2 separate regions of the Capra hircus genome follow, and region 2 is linked to region 1. Evidence: chromatin contacts called from public Hi-C data. All regions are on one chromosome and are shown on one strand. Each heading gives the region's core, a stretch centred on a gene start, on an enhancer-like site or on the middle of the called end of the contact. The rest is flanking DNA. Distances are from core to core; before and after follow the strand shown. Region 1 has its middle 15 kb from the start of DKK3. Region 2 overlaps LOC102172084 (protein-methionine sulfoxide oxidase MICAL2).

Region 1 (4,229 bases), core at 87-2,586:
CTGCCTCACCTGTATATTGCAGGGGCCTGCTAAGCCCAAATGACAAGCATCTTCACCTGTGCCTGCAGCAGCCCGTGGGCAGGCACACAGGTAGGCAGCTGATGAGGCAGCCAAAGAGACTGTGAAAGACCAGGTTCTGAGAGAGTGGCACTCTCAGGCGGCCTCCAGAGTGGAATAGGTCTTCCGTGTGCTGTGTGTCTGCTGTGCACCTGCTGTGCGCTGCACCTCCCAATACCACATTTAATGCTCACAACAGGGCAAGGGAAAGGAATTCAGAGCTCCATCTTGAGAAGTGGATGTTCTGACTTCTTGCTCCAGGGACTCTCAGACTTTTTTTTTAACTTTTTATTTTGTACTAGGGTATAGCTAGTTAACAATGTTATGATAGTTTCAGGTGATCAGCGAAGGGACTCAGCCATACATATACATGTCTCTCCCTTACAAGCCTTCTTAGGCAATGTTTTCTAACTGACTCCACCCATAAAAGTTTAGTACCACACACACTATTTATCTGTTTACATACTGTGTATACTTCTGTGCTTTATATATAAGCATAAGAATTTTTCTCCCCCCAAGAACCAATTCTTGCCCTGCAGAGATGACACTGCCCATGGGGAAGCCTTGCCCTCCTGTACAATGGACTGAATGATGATAAAAAGAGGCACCTGCCCCCAAGATGCTCATGGCCCAGTGAGAATGATAACATTTCAAGTGTTAGTCACTCAGTCATGTCCAACTCTTTGTGGTCATATAGACTGTAGCCTCCAGGCTCCTCTGTCCATGGAATTCTCCAGGCAAGAATTCTGGTGTGGGAGGCCATTCCTTTCTCTAGGGGATCTTCCCAGCTCAGGGATCAAACCCCGGTCTCCTGCACTGCAGGCAGATTCTTTACCATCTGAGCCCGCAGGAAAGCCACCAAGGGACAGGAGCCAAGCATCACAATAGGAATTTAAAATGGAATGGCCGTTTGTATTTGAAGTAAGAGCCTGCCAGACCAGTGGGCGAGGAGGAGCTATGTACCTCCTCTGTACCTGCTCTCTCAGGAGCCACTGAGGGGCCCAAGCCTGCACTGACTGTGTCCTTCCTGACCCTCACCACTCCTCTCCTGAGCTCCTGGGTAAGCACAACTTTCTTTCAGGTGACTCCCGGGAAACTGATTCAGCAGCCCAGGGGAAAGGCCAGGTGGCTGTGGAAGCATCTCTCTGGGCACCGGACTACTAGGGGCAGGAGGCAGAGGACGGACCTGTGCTCGGAAGCTGCAGGCTGCACCTAGAGGGGGGCCCGGGCACCCACCTTGGGCTTCAGGAGTACAGCCAGGTTGGGCCACAAAGAAGTTGACTTTAGAGCAATGCCAGCTGGCTTTCTCAGTCCCTCTCTGCAGTAATTTTGTGTCCACCTGGCCACCGTTTGCATTTACTCCAATGTGCCCTAGCACCTCAGGCCACCATCAGTGGCCACTTCGCCCAGCCTCAGAGCGCATCGCTGCAGTGTGTCTGAGGCATGACCTTTCCTCCTTGGCATGTTAAACTTCTTGGGCTCTTCCACCAGAGCACCTAGCCAAAGTGAGAAAGCATGCTCTATCTGGGGAGCAGGATCTAAATCGTGTTTTTCTTGCTCTTTCTCATTCTTTCTTCTGTACTGCTACTGCTAAGTCACTTCAGTCGTGTCCGACTCTGTGCGACCCTGTAGACGGCAGCCCACCAGGCTCCCCGGTCCCTGGGATTCTCCAGGCAAGAACACTGGAGTGGGCTACCATTTCCTTCTGCAATGCATGAAAGTGAAAAGTGAAAGTGAAATCGCTCAGTCGTGCCCGACTCTTAGCGACCCCATGGACTGCAGCCTACCAGGCTCCTCCATCCATGGGATTTTCCAGGCAAGAGTACTGGAGTGGGGTGCCATCGCCTTCTCCTCTTTCTTCTGTAAGGATCTGCTTAATATCCTGTGGGAGAAATATATCTGGTCTTTGCGCCCAGTTCCTGACATACAACTCCAAAAATCTCTCAGAACCTCTGGAGTGCTGAGAGTGTCTTTTGTATGCTGAGATGACTGGAGGCTGGAGGACCCTAGATAGCTTCAGGATGAGAGAGGTCATCAGAAAGACTGACTTGATCCTGGACTTCCTGATCTTTGGGGAAGGGAGACCTTCAGATTGAGCTAATCGCCAGTGACCGTTGATTCAATCAATCATGCCTCCATGATGCAGCCTCCAGTAAAACCCTTAAAAGACAAAGTTCAGAGAGCTTCCATATAGGTGAGTACCTCAAGGTGCTGAGAGTGAGGCATGCCTAGATGGAGCAAAGCTGCTCCACACCCCTTCCTACATTCCTTGCCATATGCATCTCTCCCATTTGGCTGTTCCTGTGTTGTATCCTTTATAATAAACCAGGAATAGCCAGGAAAACTCTTTTCTGAGATCTGTGAGCATTTCAGGCAAATTATCAGATCTGAAGGAGGGAGGCATGGGAGCCTCCAATTTACAGCTAGTCAGTCAGAAGTATAGGTGGCACCTTGGGACCTGTGACTGGCATCAGAAGTGGGGACAGTCTCCAGGGGCTGAGCTTTTAACCTGAGAGTCTGCACTAACCTTGAATGAATAGCATCAGGATTGAACTGAGCTTTGAGACACCCAGTCGGTGTCTAAGGGTTGTGGAACTGGTGGGTGGTGTGGGAAAAGCCCGTGTAGTCGATGTCAGAAGTGCTCTGAGTAGGAAACACTCCCACCATTCAGTCAGCGTTCACAGAATTCCAAGCACTGGGTCCTTTCCCTCATGATCTCATTAATGTAGATGACAACCCCCCAGACAGTAGGTACAGTCATTGTGCCTCCGTCACAGAAGTGAAAACTGGGACTGAGAGTAACACAGAGTTTTCAGCTGATGCCTGTTAGAGTTGAGATCTCAAACCTGGTCTGAGTCTGAGGTCAGCACTGTGTTTAAAAACAGTTCATTAATTCACTTTTCAGTTTTTGCATGAGTAGTATATGGACAATTTGCAAATTGTACAGAAATTGTACAGAAACCTTTCAGGTACAGAAAGGTTAACAGTGGATATTTCATGCTGATAGACAGACAATATCATACACATACTGTTTTACACTTTCCTTTTTTGACCTAGCAGCTTATCTGGGGGATCATGCTAGTCTATATTTTCTTCCCCTTAATAATAGATTGAAGTGAAATTGAAGATGGTGACTGAAGCCATGAAATTAAAAGACGCTTGCTCCTTGGAAGAAAAGTTATGACCACTAGACAGCATATTAAAAGCAGAGACATTACTTTGCTGACAAAGGTCCGTCTAGTCAAAGCTATGGTTTTTCCAGTGGTCATGTATGGATGTGAGAGTTGGACTATAAAGAAAGCTGAGCGCCAAAGAATTGATGCTTTTGAACTGTGGCTTTGGAGAAGACTCTTCAGAGTTCCTTGGACTGCAAGAAGATCCGACCAGTCCATCCTAAAGGAAATCAGTCCTGAATATTCATTGGAAGGACTGATGCTAAAGCCGAAACTCCAACACTTTGGCCATCTGATGTGAAGAACCAACTCATTGGAAAAGACCCTGATGCTGGGAAAGATTGAAGGCGGGAGGAGAAGGGGATGACAGAGGATGAGATGGTTGGATGACATCACCGACTCAATGGACATGAGTTTGAGTAAACTCCGGGAGTTGGTGATGGACAGGGAGGCCTGGTGGGCTGCAGTCCATGAGGTCGCAGAGTCAGACACGACTGAGCAACTGAACTGAACTGAGATGAAATTCACAAGATGTTAAGTGAACCGCTTTATTTTGTTTTAAATTGTCATTTTATTAAAATAACCCATCTCCCTTCACCCAGTCATACACTTAAAAAAAAATGCATTTCCTTTATTTCTGTTTGCCCTGGGTCTTCGTTCTGTGTGAGGACTTCCTCTAGCTGCGGGGAGCGGAGGCCAGTCTTTGTTGCAGTGCACAGGCTTCTCACCGAGCTGGCTCCTCTTGCTGGCTGAGCACAGACTCTAGGCCCAAGGGCTTCAGCAATTGCAGCACGTGGGCTCAGTAGCTGTGGCTCCTGGGCTCTAGGGCGCAGGCTCAATAGTTGTGGCGCACGGACTCAGTTGCTCCGCAGCATGTGGAATCTTCCTGAATCAGGGATCAAACCATGTCCCCTGCATTGTTAGGCAGCTTCTTATCCACTGTACCACCAGGAAAAGTCCAAGTCAACCGTTTCTGTGGCATTTACAGGACTTCCCTGG
Region 2 (4,224 bases), core at 1,470-3,969, 190 kb before region 1:
ATTGTTTTTGTTTTTTTTTTTAAGATTCCCTAAGTGTAGCAGCCCCATGGGAAACCTGGTATGCACAGCCACTCTGAAGAGCTGGACAAACACAAATCAAAGAGTCACTCCCCACTTCAAAGCGGGAACTGCAACTCTGCATAGCAATACAGTCTTGAGTGTGAATAGGGCAAGTTTACTAGGCTGGTCACTGTTTGTGCAGCCCAAAGTAGGCCAGGACAGTGGGTCATGCAGACTGGCCCTTTGCAGACATTCACGTGCTCATGAATCACTTCAAAACCAGATTTGGATTCAGTGGGTCTGGCGGGGGCGGGGGGGAGGGGGCCCTGAGAGTCTGTATTTTTAACCAGCTTTCAGGTAATACTGGTGCCCTGGTTCTTGGCTCACACTTCGAGTAGTAAGAATTTAGAGGAAATTATTGCTTGGTTAAATCTCACTTAAGCAAACAGCTGGCCAAGAAAACAGAGCCATTTCAGAAGAGGCAGGTGCGACCAGATTTCTTCCCACACTGACTCCTGTGCTGCCAGCGACAGAAACAGTACAAACACCCCCTCAAATAAGGCACAGATGAAAGGCCTGAGAAGACTCCCCTCCGGGACAAAGTGTATCCGAGGGAAGCTTCTTGGGAGGAGGCGGGAGCAAATCACAGGCGCTTAGAGCTGAGGCAGTGCCCCGGAACAAGAGAATGGGATATTTCTCAGCCGTCTTCCTGTTCACTGGCTTCCCAAGGGGAACAGCTCTCAATCATATAAGTAACAGAAGTTTTTTCCTAAGTTCTATAAATGAAGTATGAATGTATCCTACAAATTATCCTTTGTGCCTTTTAGTCATTGTTTTGGTATCAGCCAGTAGGTTAGCTAAAGCTGGTATTCTTACAATTCAGAGACAGCAACTAGCCTGCTTTTGTGGGATTAGAATGGCTTTTTGGAATGAGGTGTAGGGCTTCCCTGATAGCTCGGTTGGTAAAAAATCTGCCTGCAATGCAGGAGACCCTGGTTCAATTCCTAGGTCGGGAAGATCCGCTGAAGAAGGGATAGGCTACCCACTCCAGTATCCTTGGGCTTCACTTGTGGTTCAGCTGGTAAAGATCCACCTGCAATGCGGGAGACTTGACTTTGATCCCTGGGTTGGGAAGATCCCCTGGAGAAGGGAAAGGCTACCCACTCCAGTATTCTGGCCTGGAGAATTTCATGGACTGTATAGTCCATGGGGTCGCAAAGAGTTGGACATGACTGAACGACTTTCACTTTCTTTCACTTGGAATGAAGTATATATCTCAGGTCTCTTTAAAGAGCTGCCTGGGGAAGCAAGAACCGGTAAACTTTTTCTTCTGATCAATTTTTCAGTAGCAGGAGAGAGAACATGCTCAGCTTTGACAAGTGAGAGTGAAGTCGCTCAGTCGTGTCCAGCTCTTTGCGACCTAGTGAACTGTAGCCTACCAGGCTCCTCAGTCCATGGAATTTTCCAGGCAAGAGTACTGGAGTGGGTTGCCATTTCCTTCTCCAGGGGATCTTCCCAACCCAGAGATTGAACCCGAGTCTTCTGCACTACAGGCAGATGCTTTACCGTCTGACAAAGTAAAGGCTACTTTGGCTTTGACAAAGCAGCCTGTAACTTTCTTCTTTCACCAGAAGGTGGCACTTGTGGGTCCTGGGACATTCGCCTAAAAGACTAATGGTACAGAAAACACAAAAAGTAGAAATGAGGACTGGGAGAACAGTGGGACTGCTGGTGCCTCTTTCCTACTTACTATTAAAAGTGATTATATCTTGATTAACCTAGGTGCCAGAGACCACGATTGGTACGGTGTGTGCATGCATACATGCTTGCTGCTAAGTCACTTCAGTCGTGTCCGACTCTGTGCGACCCCATAGACGGCAGCCAACCAGGCTCCCCTGTCCCTGGGATTCTCCAGGCAAGAACACTGGATGCTTACACATCCTCTTATTTAATCTTTAAGATTAAATTAAACCAAGGAAATGGCAACCCACTCCAGTCTTCTTGCCTGGAGAATCCTGTGGACAGAGGATCCTGGTGGGCTGCCGTCTATGGGGTCGCACAGAGTTGGGCACGACTGAAGTGACCTAGCATGCATGCATGCAATCGTGACTCTGGCACGTAGAGAATCTTGTCATCTGCAGACTGAGAATCTTACTTATTTTCCAACCTGGACTCCTTTTATCTCTTTTTCTTCTCTGATCGCCATGGCTAGGACTTCTAAAACTATGCTGAATAGTCATGGGAGAGTGGGCACATTTGCCTTGTCTTCTGATTTTAGAGGAAATGCTTTCAGTTTTCTACCACTGAGAATAACACTTGCTCTGGGTTTGTTGTGGCCTTTATTATGTTGAGGTATATTCCTCCTTTGCCTACTATTTAATCTTTGAAATTCTGCAAAATATCCTACATTTCAAATGCATCATCTGTGTTTTACAGACATGAGCCACACCCTGGGAGAGTGACATAGCTAGTGACCAGACCTGACTGTCTGCCCATCGAGCTAAGCTTGGAACCCAGCGGTTCATGAGAGGAAAGAAAGAAGGGCAGGGCGACTGCCTCGGTCAGACGCTGGGCTGTGGCCACTGGCTGTCAGGAAACAGGCATCTGTGTGAACCGACAGTGAGCACACGAACCTCGTCCAGGTTGTTGAAGCCCTTCCGCCTCCGCTTGTTCATGTCATTCTCTTCGGTTCGACTGTCCACCTGTGATGGCCAACAAAGCATGGTGAGCTCAGGGCTGGTCAAGGGCTGCGGTGCCAGCACTGGGGATGCAACCCTGCCTGCAACAGCTGCCAGCCCAGGAACTGAGGGGATGACATTACCCTGCACCGTGACAAACGCTCTCAGCTCTGTTCAGGCACAGCGGAGGGAGCCTCCCTCCGTCTCAGGAGCCAGGGGTTCTGTCCGAAGAGAGTGGGAATACAGATTCCCAAAGCATGCCAAAACATCCCAAAGTACAAAGAATCCCTGTGACATGGGCAGGGATTGTCTCCTTGTCAGTGACCTTGGACTCAGAGCCATCACAGCCAGGCCTGCTGATGCTGCCCTGAGGATATCACCTCCTGTGAAGAGGTGCCACTGGCTCCCCTCACAGGCACGGATTCTCAGGACTCAGATCAGCTGTCCAGGAATTTGATGGCAAATTACTTCTGCCATGCAGTCCCACTGCAGCTACTGGTAAATGATACTGTGTTAACTTCAAAGCAGCATCAGATATGGCATGAAAACTATGGTGACCGTATAGCTCAGTTTTCCCAGGACATTTTGATGTACTGTTTTTCCCCCCAGGCATAATCAGGAGTAATGCCCACATTTTTTTTGTAAGATTTTTTTTTTTTTTTTGTTATGGACCATTTAAAAAGTCTTTATTGAATTCATTACAATATTGCTTCTGTTCTATGTTTTGGTGTTTTGGCTGCGAGGCATATGGGATCTTGGCTCCCCAAGCAGGGATCAAACCTGGCCCCTCACACTAGAAGTCAAAGTCTTAACCACTGACCACCAGGGAAGTCCCTCATTCTCAAAAGTACCCTGGTTTAGACAACAGATTGCATGGCTGTCCTATTGATAACCCCTTACAGTTGACCCTCTGCTTCCCAGATCTGGACATTTAAATCCAGAGACCCCCTTCTACCTCAGCCCATTGCATGATGCCTGCAAGGGCCACCCAAGGGCACACCTGTGGTCTGGCTTTTCTACTTAAGGGAAGCAGTGGGACTGCACAAGTTGAGCTGATGCTATAAGCTGGGATGGGGCTGTAGGCTGGATTTAGTGCCTCCCCCTACCCCCAACCCTCTCCAGGACACTGGGGTTAGACCTCCAGCTGGGACCTTCCCCATATGGCCAGCCCACTGAGGACCATGGAGCCATCCCCACTGACGAGGCCTCCCTCCCCATGGGAGACTCCGACCCCCTCAGCGGGTCCCTCGCATGACAAAGTGTGAAGAGTGTGTTACCCATGGACTGTAGCCCGCCAGGCTTCTCTGTCCATGGGATTTCCCAGGCAAGAATACTGGAGTGGGTTGCCATTTCTTTCTCCAGGGGATCTTCCTGACCCACGGGTCAAACCCTTGTCTCTTACATCTCCTGCATTGGCAGGTGGATTCTTTATTGTTTGAGCCAGAGAAGGCCAGATTAAATCCCAGCCTCTGTTCACACTGGATGCAGCTGAAATGGCTGGCCTCTCTCTCCCTCAAACCCAGGCTGCAGCCCAATCCCCACCACA

Evidence for each region. A called contact is a pair of places that touch in the nucleus more often than the background predicts.
Region 2: a Hi-C map of blood shows a contact between it and region 1, with 6 times the contacts expected there. The contact joins two enhancer-like sites. A contact is called at or near these places in 2 of 5 Hi-C or Micro-C datasets (both in blood).

What each region holds. Positions count from the first base shown.
Region 1 is chr15:41,658,323-41,662,551 of ARS1.2, reverse strand. No RefSeq gene overlaps it. Among named protein-coding and RNA genes, the nearest start is that of DKK3, 15 kb to the right of the region's middle. Within about 2 kb of position 1,336, at least 1 of the 5 cell types and tissues checked has an H3K27ac peak or open chromatin away from gene starts, as enhancers often do.
Region 2 is chr15:41,849,931-41,854,154 of ARS1.2, reverse strand. LOC102172084 (protein-methionine sulfoxide oxidase MICAL2) reads right to left here. Exons shown (of 32, transcript XM_018059559.1): 16 at 2,634-2,702. Among named protein-coding and RNA genes, the nearest start is that of PARVA, 120 kb to the left of the region's middle. Within about 2 kb of position 2,719, at least 1 of the 5 cell types and tissues checked has an H3K27ac peak or open chromatin away from gene starts, as enhancers often do.